Linked DNA regions of Oryctolagus cuniculus: region 1 is linked to region 2. Evidence: chromatin contacts called from public Hi-C data. All regions are on one chromosome and are shown on one strand. The core of a region is the stretch at or near the end of the contact, and the rest is flanking DNA. Distances in the headings are between cores, read along the strand shown.

Region 1 (2,700 bases), core at 151-2,650, 220 kb after region 2:
ATATGCACATGAGCAAAGATAGGAGATAACAATAAGGAAATAATACTCAAGACAATTGAAGGCATTTTGAGTGTAATTTTTTTTCCTGGACTTTCTCATGGTTTTAGCAGTAAAGACATAGCTCAATTTTAAAATGTGCCTTTTTAATTTATTTGTTTGAAAGGCAGAAAGAGTATGAGAAAGAGAAAGAGATCTTCCATCTGCTGGTTCACTCCCCACATGACTGCAACAGCCAGGGTTGGGTCACACTGAAGCTGGGAGCCTGGAGCTCCATCCAGGACTCCCATGCAGATGGCAGGTGCTTGGGTGTACCAATACAGGATGCTGACATTGCAGGCACAGTTTAGTTCATTGTACCACAACACTATGTCGAATGTGCTTTCTGTGTGGTCAGACTTAGGAACAGCTCCCTGCCCAGGGACCCCAGTGTGAACTCCCTCTGGTGAGCTGATGGGATGGTCTTCAGTTTCTTTATGTCTCTTGCTTTCCAGCACTCCACAAGGGAGACTTTGGCTGGCTGCGTAGCTCCCAAATCACTCGTCATAGTTTCTAGAGTATCTTTTTTTTTTTTAAAGGAGAGGCAGAGACAGAGAGAGAGAGGTTTTTTTGTTTGTTTGTTTGTTTGTTTGTTTTTTTCCAGACAGGCAGAGTGGACAGTGAGAGAGAGAAACAGAAAGGTCTTCCTTTGCCATTGGTTCACCCTCCAATGGCCGCCACGGCGGGCGCATCGCACTGATCCGAAGGCAGGAGCCAGGTGCTTCTCCTGGTCTCCCATGGGGTGCAGGGCCCAAGCACCTGGGCCATCCTCCACTGCACTCCCTGGCCACAGCAGAGAGCTGGCCTGGAAGAGGGGCAACTGGGACAGAATCCGGCGCCCCGATTGGGACTAGAACCCGGTGTGCTGGCGCTGCAGGCGGAGGATTAGCCTGTTGAGCCGCGGCGCCGGCCTAGAGTATCTTTAATACCTGGAACGCTTAGCCTGGAGCAGCAGGGTCTGGGCCTTTCCAGTGAAGTACACAGAAAGACGTCATTTGCCTTTTCACATCCTCAGGACAAGCACAAGCACCCATTACTCTGGATTCCATGTCTCCTTCTTGAGGGATTTTGATCTTAGCTGGTGCACAAGGTTGGACTGAATCCACTCAGAGCTCACCTTTCTCCAGGAGTGAACCCATAGTCACCTTTCTCTCTGCTTCCTTTTACTCTAAGGATGTAATTTTGGCAAAGTGTCTACTTGTGCCTTGGAAATAGCTTCAACTTGTTTTTATATTGATTTTCAGTGCTGGAAGCTAATCAGTGATGTCCTATGTGACTAAGAGAGGACAGTTATTCCCTAGCCCATTGAATTATGAGTACCTTTTGGAAATGCAGCAAAAATGCATTCCGACAGATGCCTTTGGGTTGCTTGATGCCTAGGCAAGTAGTCATAGAGGGCGGGTTCAGCAAGGTGGTGCCTGTCCTGGGACATAGCTTTACTATTCTGGAAACAGAGACCCACCAGGCAGGGCACAGCACACCCAACACAAGCAATTGCAGTTACCGAGTCATAAGATAGCCTTAGGACACTGATGAGCTTGTGAGCTTTCAGGGGCAGGCAAATATGCTTCAGAGTTCGAAGAATCCAACTTTCAGAAGTGTCAGTTGCTTCATTATATAGGTCAGGAAGGAGCTGGACTTACACACTGAGATTATAGGGTTGACAATACAGTTCTCAGAAGAGCCCATAGCGTTCTGCCCAGGGTCACGCTGTTGAAAGATTGACTGAGAAATTCTGGGAAGCAAATTTGGCTACTCCGTGCTTAGTCTTCTCCTCATCATATCTGAGGCTTGAATGAAATAATAATAATAGAAAATATTATGTAGCATATGTTTCATCGGTCAGGCACTGTTTTTTAAATTTTATTTGTATGTATCTCATAAATACAACATTAGGAACATAGTAATTCTTCCCACTGTATCCGCCCTCCCACCCACTCCCCTTCTTTCATCCTCCCTCTCCTGTTTAGTCCAAGAAAGAAAGAAAAAAAACAGAAAAAAGAAATAATGGAATAAAAAAACTAAGAGAACTGTTCAACAGTCTAGACATAGGCAGTTCTATTGCTTCTCAAAGGTGATTTCACTTTTTTTCCCCCTTCCCCTCTTCTCCCCATTCTTTCCTTTTAGAAACTTAATTGTTTTTAAAGCAGAATCCAAGGATGATACATATTTTGTGAGATCTTAGACATAACTAAAACTTATGAGACATAATAATATCCTCCATTTAATACACTAAAAGGGAGTGATTCTTGAGAACAAGTTTTACTATTAAGTCTCATGATACAACTCTGGGGACAGAGTTCCTTCATGGGAAGTTAGTACACAGTGACTCTTGTTGTTTATTTAGCAAATAACACTCTTATGTATGATGTCAGTGATCACCCAAGGCTCTTGACATGAGGTGCCTCAGCTATGGAAGCCTTTTGGATCCAGTACCTCAATCAGGTCAAAAGCAAAGTGGAAGTTCTCTCCTCACTTCAGAGAAAAGTACATCCTTCTTTGGTGGCCACTTCTTTACACTGGCATCTCACCCACAGAAGTCCTTTATGCAGGACATTTTTTTCCAGAGCGTCTCAGCTTTCCATGCTGAAATGGCCCCCTGGGCTTTCCAGCCAAATCAGAATGCCTTAAGGGCTGCTTCTGAGTTCAGAGTACTACTTAAAG
Region 2 (2,700 bases), core at 147-2,646:
GGAAAAAGCCAGAGAGTCGTTCCCCGCCCCCAACACACACGCGCGCGCGTGCACACGCACACACAATCTTCACAACCCTTCCCAGAGAAAACCTGGAGTGGGGTGTGTGCGTCTCCAGGGGAGGGTGAGCCCGCGCCACACAGTTATTCAGGGGGTCCCCGATCTTGCCTTCGGCCAGGGAGCTCAGTTTAGGGGCCCCGGCCAGGTTGCCCTGGGAACTTCTGCCTGGCACCCCCAGGGAGGGCCAAGGGGAGGCATGCACAGCCTCACCAGCTCCGAACAAGCCCGATTCGTAACTAATTTGTGCAGACTGCCCGACTCCAGGTAGACCTGACAGCCAAGGAGGAAGAAAAGGGGGGCCTTGCCCCCGATTTCCCAGGCCGTGGGACTCCTTCCTACGGCCAGGTAGTCCCCATCCCGTGCCCGGGGGAATCAGGTGTCCGCCTCCGCCGGTCCGAGACACTCAGTCCAGGGACACACAATGGAAAAACTTGAAGCCGAGGCCTTGAAGCCCCCAGGGGAACGAGACGTGCCGCCCCCTGGGACAATGAGCCGGGAGGTGGCAGGGGGGAACAGGGCTCCCCGCGAGAAGCCGCCCGCCCGGTGACCCAGCCGGGCCCGCAGCAGCGACCCCGGGCGAGCAGGTGCCACTCGGGCCGCGGAGCTCCCGCAGGTGGCCGGCGGCCGCGGCGCAGGCACGGGCGCCGGCGGGAGGCGAGGTCTGCGCGCGGCGGTGGCCGCAGCCGCGCCCCCGGCGTCCTACCTTCATGTCGCTGATGATGGTCTGGAAGAGGCCTCCGAGCGCGCTGCATTCCTTCTCAATCACAGCCTCCATTTTCCCGGCGCCGGCTAGCAGAGGACACACTGGCGGGGCGGCTGCTCACCGCGGGGAACTGCGCCCTCCGAGCGACCCACCTCCACCTCGCGGCCGCTCCTGCAGAGGCGACGGAGCGCACGAGGCCGCCTGTTCTCGGCCCCAAATAATAACGAGAATCTTAAAACGCCAAAGCGCCCCGCGGGGAGACTCGCCTACATGCAGCGCTGGGCTCCCGGCCTTGAAAATGCCCGGAGCAGACTGACAATCAGGCCACCGCTGGTGCCCACGACGGAAACGGCAAAGCCCATCTTGGTGCAGAGAAAAGCGCCCGCTGACTCGGGGCCAGCGCCCTTTCAAAACGAAAGCGTTTTCAGATGGAATCAAAAATAGGTTTTGAAATTTAAAAAACAAAAGAGGGAGAAATCGCCCTCCCAACAGCCGCGCGCGGGTCCGCTCGGGGCGCCCGGATCTGTTGCTCGCAGCCGCGGCCGCCGCCTCCTTTTCACTCCTGCGCGCCCGGCCCCACGCTCGCTCTGGCTGGGCTCCCGGGGACGGTCGGAGGGGCGCGCGCGCGCTCGCGGCTGTGCGTCCGCCGCGCGGGGGCGCGAGGAGGACGCGCGCTCGTGGCCGTCGCGCGCGGGCGGGGCTGGGAGCGCGCGCGCGCGCGCCGCAGAGAGCGGGGCGGAGAGCAGGCGGGTGGCGCCGGGCGCGAAGCGTCCCTTCAGGCGCGCCTCAGCACCTTCCTCCCCGGGCGCCTGTTGCGGCGCGGAGAGGCGTGTCAGCCCTTCGCCGGCCGAAGGCCCACCATGGCTGCGGCCGCTCTCTGGGGACTGGCAGGGGGTGGCCCGCAGAGCCCTGCGCCCGGCGGGGCGGGAGAGCCGCAGCTGCGAGCGCAGCCTTCTGGGGAGAGGCCGGTCCTGCGATGTCCATTACGGCGCCGCCCGTGGCCAAACAGCTGAATCGGGAGCGTTCGGGGGCGTTTCCTGCAGTGGGCTGCGGAGTTCGATAAAGTTGCAGGATGCGGGGGCAGCGGATTGCTCTGCTGGTGCTAGCGGAATGGGAAGGGCGTTGGGGCTCCAGCCTCCGGTTCGTCAGGCTCCGGGGGTTGCCGTGTGCCTTGGAGGTCGCAGGGTCGTCAGGCCCGCGGTGGGACCGTGAAGAGCGCTCTTGGGAGGTTTCACCTGGGAAGAACGCGAGCGCGCCCGGGGTGGGTTTGGACCCTGGTGGTTCTTTTTCACACAGCTCGCTCGCCTGAACTGCCTCGCCAGGATCGCTCATTTAGATGAACGTCAGACGGGCGGCTTTTAAAAGATCTTAAAAGCCAAGCACGCACCTGGACTGTTTTTACATCCCCACCCCCACCCCACCCCACCCCACCCCGGAAGCGCGAACCATCACAAAAGAATAATCCTGCCGTTGTGGGGGGGGGGGAGTGGCTGAAGAAGCCGAATGCAGAATGCTATACACGTGGGGCTCATTCACTCGGTGACAAGACAAGGCCTAACTGAACACTGCACGGATTCCAGAGAGAGGTCCTCCAGGTCTACTCTGCCCAACTCTTAATTCTGAGCCCCCCCCCTTCTCCACTCGTCTCCCCCAAATCCCTAGGAAGGGTGTTCCTGCCGGAGACAGTCCCCAAAGACATTAGCGTGCACAGGCTCCTCTTCGCCTTGCCATAGCTGTGCTTGACACTGCTCTCTCAGTCATTGCCATAATTGTGAAATGGACCCTGTCGATAGTATCATGATCAAGATGACTGCTCGCAGAGCCGGACTGCCTGGGTTCAGACTCCGGTTTACAACCTACTCCACGGCCTTGAGAAGTTGCTTAATCCTTCCGGGCCTCAGATTGCTGTCAGTGGGTATCGTGATGGTCGCTATCTG

The links. A called contact is a pair of places that touch in the nucleus more often than the background predicts.
Region 1: a contact with region 2 is called in a Hi-C map of an unstated tissue, with 2.7 times the contacts expected there. The contact joins the enhancer-like site here to the promoter of MTSS1 in region 2. A contact is called at or near these places in 2 of 6 Hi-C or Micro-C datasets (ear pinna and an unstated tissue).

What each region holds. Positions count from the first base shown.
Region 1 is chr6:150,592,776-150,595,475 of mOryCun1.1, forward strand. LOC138849983 (a long non-coding RNA gene) reads left to right here. Exons shown (of 2, transcript XR_011389330.1): 2 at 1-2,700. Among named protein-coding and RNA genes, the nearest start is that of ZNF572, 26 kb to the right of the region's middle. Within about 2 kb of position 1,401, at least 1 of the 8 cell types and tissues checked has an H3K27ac peak or open chromatin away from gene starts, as enhancers often do.
Region 2 is chr6:150,373,261-150,375,960 of mOryCun1.1, forward strand. MTSS1 (MTSS I-BAR domain containing 1) reads right to left here and starts at 1,397. Exons shown (of 13, transcript XM_051844799.2): 1 at 764-1,397. The coding sequence starts at 835.